Linked DNA regions of Mustela erminea: region 1 is linked to region 2. Evidence: chromatin contacts called from public Hi-C data. All regions are on one chromosome and are shown on one strand. Each heading gives the region's core, a stretch centred on a gene start, on an enhancer-like site or on the middle of the called end of the contact. The rest is flanking DNA. Distances are from core to core; before and after follow the strand shown.

Region 1 (4,550 bases), core at 1,868-4,367, 370 kb before region 2:
GTCACACAGCTAGAAAATGACAGAGCCAAGATTTGGATCCAGATGGCCCAACTTCAAAGTCTCGGACCACTGATTCTCAAACCTTAACGCCTGAGTCACTAGCAGGAAATCACTAAAAATGCAGATTCCTGACCCCACCCCAGAGCATCTGATTCACTGGGCCCCGGGGCCAAGCCAAGGAATATGCATTCCACAGGTACTACAGGTGAACTCTAAACAGGTAACTCTCAGGCCACACTTGGCCATACTCCCTCTCTCTCTAATCCAGAGACCTTGCAACTGTCCCAGGGTCTCAGGCAGCAGAAGCTGGGGGTGGGGTGGGGCGTGGAGGGCACCCAATCCGATGAATCTGGGGCTTTGTACAAGTGACCTGAAGCCGAAGGGCTCTAGGATGGCAGGTTCTGTGTTGCAACCAGAGCCAGGAGGGGATCCCAGGGAGCGGTGCCTTGAAGGGCAGTGGTGACAGTGACCAAGGCCTGGCCTGCTAGGAGCCCGGTACCCCACTCTCTCACCTGCTGTGGGGAGGGCCCACGGTCCAGACTGGCCCATGAATACGTCCGTCGCGCTTCCCTCATTCCGAGGACTTTCACTTTTCTCCTTGAACGAAACCTAACACCTCCAAGCCAAAAGTACCTGGCTAGGCCTTCCTCGCGAGGATATCGGCTGCGAGGGAGCCAGGAGGGCCCGGAAGTCGGGCCTGAAACGGAGGACCCGGGCGACCGCCTCCCGGTCGGAAGCGGCAGTGCAGGTGAAGGGGCAGCCTCTCCAGACCCGGCGCGAGTTAGGAACCCGAGCGCCTACTGCCTCGCAAAGGAGGCGGGGAGGGCGGCGCACGGCTCTCGCAGGGCTTCCTGCCGCGGTCGGGGCTGGCGGCCATCCTCGCTGCCTTCGGGCACCTGCACAGCACGTCCGGCCGGGGCGGGCCGACTCCGGTCCCCAGACTCCCAGCCCACTTCGGCCCGGCTGGACGCGGCTCCCCGGCCCGCCGGGTCAGCGAAGGGTTAAGGAGGCTCGCTCCCTCCCCGCGGCTCCCTCACCCTTGGAAAGTCCCCGAAATGACGTTTCAACCCGACAATTAAAAAAGAGTTTAATTATAGAGACAGGCTCTGGGAGCTGGAACAAACTCGGTGGGTCGGCGGGGCCGGTAAACAACTCCGGAGCGAGCGGGCCAGGCCGCCGCCCCGCCTAGCCCGCGCCACGGGAGCGGGGGAGGGGATCGGCGGCCGGGAGTTGGAAAAGCGGAGGAAATTCGAGGAATCGGCGATCTCTTTGGGGGTGGGGTGGGGGTGGGGGGAGAAAAAGAAAAAAAAAAAAGAATAAAGACTTTTTCGCTAGCTTGCGGCGCCGGGCAACGTGACGATACTTCTGGCTGGCCCTGCAGCCGCAGGGGGACAGCGGGTGCGGGCCGGGCCTGGGGCCGGGAAGGCGGCCCCACCCGCTCCGGGGCCCCCTTCTCCCTCGCTTCTCCACCCCTCCTCCGTTCCCCCCAGCAGAGCTTCGCGAACCCTCCAGAGTTAAAGACCAATGGGCCTTTTTTGGAGGTGGGAGGGGGAGGGAGATAAAAAGACGAAATAGCTTCACATCAGGACGCAGACTAACCTTGTGGTTTTAACGCGCAGCCTGCTCTGTCCTGAAATCTGGAACTCATTACCTCATCACCAAGAAACTGCTCGACGCCCCCCCCTCCCCGACTTGGAGGGGGAGCATGGGGAAAGGAGCGAGCAAACACTCCTTTAAGAAAGAAACTTACACTTGAATGATTTAAATTAAGGTGGATGGAAGTTATTTCCCTTTCTGGCGCTTGCCAGATTTCAAGAAAAGCTGAAAAATGGGAACGGGGCGTGGTGGTGGTGGGGGGGGGGGGAAGCAACAGGAGGCTGGACAGCAGCAGAAGGCAAGGCGAGGGGCAGCATCCAGGTCAAAAATGGGGGCCGTCATCAGTTTAAGTCAGAGGGGCATATAACAGCAGACCGGGCTAGGATCGCGTAGATTCGTGGCTGCAGCAGTTGTTGTGTGTTTCTGAAAGATGAAAAACAACCGGTTCCTTTCGTTGTGATTTGGAAGGTTTCCCTGGGTCCGCTCGGAGGTTGACGAATACATCAGAAATGTAATAAAAATGCGTGTGTGGGTGGGTGGGTGGGTGGTGGTGGTGAGAGCGCGACTCGAGCGCTCTGCTCCGCCCGCCCTGTCCTTTCCAAAGAAACGTGCTCATAATGGGGTGACCTAATTACATCGCAATGGAACCCGCTCTTAGCCACTCAGCGCTCGGGGTTTCATAACAGACCCGGCGGCCTCGAGTGCTGGGAAGAAACGTGCGAGGGCTGAGGAGGCGGCCGGCACGCGGGGAAATAGGAAAGAAACATAGCCCCGCGATTTCCGCCTGGGTCTTCGCTCCAGCACCGGGGCGGGGGCCGTGGGCGACACTTTAACTTTGTATTTGGGTGGATGGAGAGGCATGCGAACCTAACAGTAAATATATAACAGTCTTAAAAGGAGTAATCCATTGGGGAGGGGGCTTTCGGTTTCGAGGATCTGCTACTACCGTCCTCCCCCCACCCCGCCAAAACAGCGCAGCGTGACAAGCCATATGTTCCGTTCCCGTGGGGGCGGGGGAGAAGCAACAAGAAGTTAAAAGTGTCGCCTCCCCCATTTCTTTACCTTCATTCTTGCCAAAGTAACTTTTTTTCATCATTGTTCAAGTGTCTAGGGGTGTGTGTGTGCCCCCTAGTTCAGAGCGCGCGTGGAAATTGGTGCGTTAATGATTTTTTTTTTTAATTGGGCGGGAGGAGGGCGGACTGGAAAGGGCATTCACGAGGGCTCGGGTTTTCTTTATGAAAAACTTTTAAGGTTGGGTGCGTGAAATAAATCCCACTCCCAGGCCTGTTAAACAAACAACCAATCCTCCCGGGCTTTTCTGCGGCTCCCCCTCCCGCGGTCCTGCTGCAAAGCGCAGGAGAGTGTAGACGCGTGCGGCGCGCGAAATCTTGCTGCGCTCCCCGCGCGGGGCCGGATCCTCCCCGGGGAAAAAGTCTCCCTAGTTTCCCCCACCACTCTACCTCCGCCCCGTCCAGCTGAGGACCAAAAAACCACCACCACCACCAACAACAACACCCCGAAACCCCTAGACCTGAATGCTTTCTGCGTCCCAAACTCCCGATCTCCTGGCCCTGCCCGGTTGGGGAAGACAGCCGAATGAAGACGAGAACTCGGGAAACAAGTAAGTTATGGGGGGCACTTGGAGAAGTTTCGGGGGAGATCTGCTCAAGATGGAAACCGCAGCCCGGGCTCTAAGGACGGCCTTCTGCTCCCGCTTGCAAAAAGAGAAAGTCGAGCCCGCCTTCCTGCCCGACAAAAAAAACAACACAACAACAAGAACCCCGAAGAGGGTGGAATGAGTGATGTCACAGAGCCGCGCTCGCAGCCTGACAAAGGGGGGGCGCGCCCCTCCCCCTCGCGCAGCGCGGCCCCAGAGAGGGGCGCCCCAAGCGCCGGGTAGCCGAGCGAGCGGACTCGAAACTTTTCCTCTTTAAGAAAAAAAAGTTGTGTGCGACTCCCAGTCGGTTTTTTTTTTTTTTTCCCTTCGGCTTCTTTCCTCGTTTCCCCTCCCCCTTCTTCCTTTTGAAAGTTTTTTTTTTTTTTTTCCCCGAGTTTGACCGCATGGCTGATTCAACTTCAGTGTCAATCAACTTTTTTTTCCCTCCTCTTCCTCATTTAAATAAGTTTAAAGCTCCTCCTCCCCCGGCCCACCAAATCTGTACTTTATAAATTGGGCTTCGCGCGCCGCGGCGGGGAGAGTCAGAAAGGCGAGGGGCGCCGGGAGCAGGCGTGTGGGACTCCAGACCGGAGAGCCGGAGGCTGCGCCTTCCCCGCACCGAGACCTTCGCGACACACCAGATCCCGTCCCTGCCCCCGTGCGAGCGCCCAGGATGACCACCACCCTCATGTCCGCCACCATCTTCGACTTGAGCGAAGTTTTATGCAAGGTAGAGTGGGGCGGAGGATTTGCTTCTCAAAGTTTTCTTTTTTCTTTTTTGCTTAAAGAAAGAACCCCTAAAAGTTCAGGTCTTGGTAGGCAGGGAAGAGAGGAGGGGAGGCGCGATGGGTCTTTTTTCTGCCTCGTCCCCCCCCCCCGCGCCCCAGTTTAAAGGAATTTGGCTCGCCTCTTTCCACCCTGAGTTTCATCAGGTCTTCCCGGCGACTGCATAGGAATTTGGAGACCAGAGATTTGGGGGGCGAAGTTGGAGTGGCGGGGTTGCCCGGGGGGCGCGGGGCGTTGGCGGACTGGGGCAGTTTTGGTGGTTCTGTCGTCCCTAATGGGCTGCTTAAACCGGGTTTCGCTGATCTGCTCGGTTCGCGCTCCGGGTCTCGCCGCCGCCGGAAGGGGGTTCGAGTCTCTCCAGCCACACTGTCAAGCCTGTGGGGTCAGCAGGGGCGCCCTTTGGGGGAAGTTGAGTCTCGGGAGGACGTTTTGCTGGGAGATTTCTCCCTCTGATGTGGAAGGGCTGGGAATGTGCGAGGAAAAGGCCAAGAGTTGTGATTCAAAAGGATGT
Region 2 (4,311 bases), core at 514-3,013:
GAAATTACTTTGTATAGCTTCTCAGTGAAATTACCCCAGGGGATAGAAGATGCCCAGGGCTTTAACAATCATAACACAGCCTCGGTATGAGAATAGAAGACAAGTACACTTTGACATCCCAATTGAAACTCCAGGCTGAATCCGACACAGAAGAATGTCATTACCTTTCCCAGTCTGACGGCACACTAAAGAAACTGGAGAAGGGGAATACCTATTAGGTCCCTGCTAATCCTCCTCCTCAATTCAAAGCAGGGCTAGTCCCTGGAATTCATTTCTGAGTATCCTTACTCTCCACTATTGTTAAACAGCTCCATTGATAAGTGCTTGCAGCTAATAATGCTCTCTACTGAACTCACCCCTCCTCATTCCCAGAGGCTCAAAGCACTTCACAAATATCACCTGATTATTCTTTATAACACTCAAGTGAGCCCGATAGGTGGAAAGGTTCATTATCTTCTCCTTAGCAATCGGGCAAATAGACAAAGGAAGAAGTGACTCGTTTAAGCCAACAAAGCAGAGGCAGAACCGGAACGGGAAACCCGGCCACCCTCCTGACCAAACGCGCACATGGCCTATGTCAGCTTGCAGAGACGTTCTGCTGACAAGGCAGGATTCCCAGGCTGGGGGCTGTGTTGGAATCAACAGGGTTGCAGAACTTGCAGCACTGGCTGGAGGGGAAAGGGCAGGAGATGAGATGGAGAAGCCCCCCTTGAATGGTCTTCACTAGTTCGGGCAAGTCACTTCACCTTTGAGGCTCAGTGTCCTCCTTAGGAAAATGAGGGCCTTTGATTAGAGGATCTTGAAGGTCCCTTTCAGCTCGCAGATAACTAGTGAAGTACGAGTTTCAAAAGAGGGGTTCAAGTTTTCACCAGCCCCTTGTGGTGTCTGGGCTCCATTTGTCTTGTAAGCCTGAAATAGCATTCTTGTCTCCTTAGAGAGTGCTCTCTGTCATCCACTGTTCACACAAATGATAGTGGGGATCAGATCAGTCAGTGCAAGGGGGGGAATGAAAGAGGCAGTCCTAGGGTGTCAAGGCCAAGGGCTAAAGAGAGATGGGGACAGGCAGGGAGCGGGATGACGGAAGACTAGAATGGTAATAAAAATAAGAATCGGCATACTTTTTGAGTTGCACCGGGGTCCTACCTGGGGGCACTCCCTACATTCCAGGGAACACAGGACAAGTCCTCCAAAGCTAAGAAGGCCCCAGAGAAACAAGGTTTACTTAGCTTTTTCTAAGTACACGATTCGCTTGCCAACACCCAAGCCCCAGTGAACAATGCCCCAATGTACCTTGTCTTGGTGGTTTTCCACTGCAATACAATTTCATTTTAGCAAAAAACACCAACATGCCTTCAAGTTAATTAAAACTGGATTTTACAGGTGGCTTCATAGTTTATAATTTATGTGACTTGAGCCAGTTATGCCAGAGCCTTTAGAAGATCTGCAGGATTTTTTCTCTGATCTTTTAAACTTTCTTTCCCTAAATGATGCTTTGATACTCTTCACTTGCCACAGAGAAAGTTGGGGAGAGAGGACACTTAGTAAAACCAACATCTGTTTGCAGGAGAAGCAGCCCCCCACAACTGGGATAATGACCCTGGAAAGAGTTTGGGTGATGAGTCGATTATAGTGACTGGATATGAAGGACCGACTGCGCCGCTGCCAGAAAGAAACACATTTTGTAATTTCTCAGTTGTTTCCATTGGCCTGGCTTTCCTTGCATTCACCATGGGAACTGAGTCAACACATTTTCTTGCTTTTCTTTCGGTGACTGCAGTGCCTCCTCCCTGCACACACAGGGAAAAAGCAGCAAGAACGGATAGCCCCTGAGAAGCAAAGGCTTGATGATCCACAAAAATGGGTATGACTTTATTTATCTCCAGGTCCAGCTGCAGAAGTGACTAGTTGCAAGCTTTATTCCATCTGCTCTCTCTGAGGACCTCAGCCTGACCTTGTGGAGCCTTCTTTCTGGGAAGTTAAGGAATTTCCAGGATTAGCTCAAGTCCTGAGGCTGCCAACTGTGACAATCTACAAAGCTCTCTTAGGTAATGATTCAGACCCCACTTCTGCTCAAGGCCAAGACAGTCCCCAAGGAGTTGGAAATATTCTCTTTGCCTGGACCCAGACAAATAAGGCCAGTTGACCCCGGAAGAATTTCAGAAGGGCAAGCTCAGCATCTCTGCATACTCAAGACTCGACAACTGATACATCTATGACAACAGTAATGTAATTGAACTTGAAAAGTGAGGATTAAGAGGTTGGATCAGAAACAAGTTTAAAAAAGAATACCACTAGAAAAGGAAGGAAGGAAAGGGAAGGAAGAAATGGAAAGGGAAAGAAGGAAAGAAAGGGAAGGAAGGAAGGAAAGGAAAGAAGGAAGAAAGCCTCATAAATTTAATAACAGTTGACATCTACCACCTGATTCTGGAGAAAGGTATCTTCTGAACATCTCCTGAACTAAACTTTTGAATTCTCCAGCAGAAGGCCAAGTTTCTAATGCCAATCAGATAGAATGCCAAGTTCCTCTCACCATCACATCTCTAGATGAGGAAAGAGGAAAGATGAATCAATACTCTCTCTGTGGGGGTGACCTGGAGAAGAGGAAGGTTTTAGATGCTACCAGAGACGGCACTAGTTTAATGCAGCCTAGATCACCCTAATCACTCCTCAGACATTGCCTCCTAAAGAGTACAGACATCTGGCTGAGTGATGGAACATCAAACTTCTAAGTCCATTCTGTGAACTCCTTAAGCCTTAGTTTCCCCATTTGAAAAATGAGGGAGCAGGACTAGAGGCCTCTAACACCCCTCCCATCTCCAAGACCCCCTACTACTATTGTATCTCTGCATACATTGGCTCCAGCATTTTCTCCACCATAGTACACTTTCTTTAAGCTTCATCCAGTGCTGGTCCCAAGGGGTCCCTGACAGTGTCTGAAGAGTATCATGTGAAGAATTTGTACTGGCTAACAGGGATACTTACTTCTCTTTACTCCTACAGGGGAAAGTTAACGTCAGAATACTAGTGTTCCAGCTGACCTCACTCAGGAAAACCCATTGGCATATGCCAATATAGATACAATCCAAAATGGGGAAGGATAAAGACCCAAGCGGGAAGATTTAGTGTGGAAACCAAAACTATAACAGGCTAACCTCTTAGTATTAAAATCTAGGAAATAAATGGGTAGCTTTTTAAATAAATGACTGGAACCTCAAGGTTTACATGTTTCCACTACTCAAGACTTGTAGTCTAGTTATGACCCCGCTCAGCAATGATATGCATGACAATGGATTTCCACAATGTTAGTTGAGGAAATTTTAAGAACAGTCAGCAACTTAACAGAACACTTCATTTACGGACTCCAAAATGTTACATAAGTATTATTTCTTATGATCCCAAACAGATGTGGTGATGAGACTGTCCATTTAAGAAATAAGGAACATATTACAGACTTATCTCAAGTTAAAGAATAAGTTAGGACTTGAACAGAGACTCCAACAAGCCACTCAGAAAATTACCCACATTCCTAACGTGTTACATATTATCAGAATACCTGGATTTAAAACAGTAGGGAGAAATTTAGAAGATTCATTGAGAAACAAGAGGCCCAACTCAGTCTCCAGTATCTCAGTGGTCAACCTGGCCACTCAGTGGTCCATTTACTTACCACATTATTCAGAAGTCTCCTGGAAGCCCAGCCAAGGTGGGCCACATCTAGATCTAACAAAATGATGAATACAGATTCTAATATGTATTCTTAATTTAAAAAAATAAGTTTCCACTTTTTAAAAAATGTTTTTCTATTTTATTTTTAAAGATTTTATTTTTAAGTAATCTCTACACCCAACGTGGGGCTCAAACTTACAACCCCAAGATCAAGAGTTGCATGCTCTACCCACTAAGCCAGCCAGGCACCCTAAATTCCACCTTTTAAGTTATCTTTCAGCTCAATTCATACTGCAACTTCCTTAAGAGAGACCACCATTTAAGATAATTTCGCAGACCTAATATATTAAACAAAAGAGCAAATCACAAAGTATTATGTGTACTACGGTCTAATTTTTGAAAAAAAATTTATGAAAGTATTTGTATTGCATAGAGAGGTGCCTAGAATTATAAACACTGATATTTTATATTATCTTACAATAGCAGGATTATAACTTTTATTTTTTGGCTATCTATACTTTCTGTTGGTACAGGCAACAACATGGATAAATTCTGTAAAAATAATGTTGAACAAAAGAAATGGTACCAAAGAAAATGTACTATATGATTCCATTTACATAAAGTTCAAAAATAAGCAAAGCTAAT

What was found. Hi-C and Micro-C count contacts between places; a contact is called where the count stands out from the background.
Region 1: a contact with region 2 is called in a Hi-C map of fibroblasts, with 4 times the contacts expected there. The contact joins the promoter of ZFP36L1 here to the enhancer-like site in region 2. A contact is called at or near these places in 2 of 3 Hi-C or Micro-C datasets (fibroblasts and spleen).

What each region holds. Positions count from the first base shown.
Region 1 is chr5:115,314,093-115,318,642 of mMusErm1.Pri, reverse strand. ZFP36L1 (mRNA decay activator protein ZFP36L1) reads left to right here and starts at 3,117. Exons shown (of 4, transcript XM_032344582.1): 1 at 3,117-3,217; 2 at 3,721-3,983. The coding sequence starts at 3,132. LOC116591571 (a long non-coding RNA gene) reads right to left here and starts at 3,050. Exons shown (of 3, transcript XR_004286057.1): 1 at 1,600-3,050; 2 at 513-1,267.
Region 2 is chr5:114,941,128-114,945,438 of mMusErm1.Pri, reverse strand. All of the region lies in intron 8 of RAD51B (DNA repair protein RAD51 homolog 2), which reads right to left. Among named protein-coding and RNA genes, the nearest start is that of ZFP36L1, 370 kb to the left of the region's middle. Within about 2 kb of position 1,763, the one cell type or tissue checked has open chromatin away from gene starts, as enhancers often do. A contact at or near this core is called in fibroblasts, where this site is marked.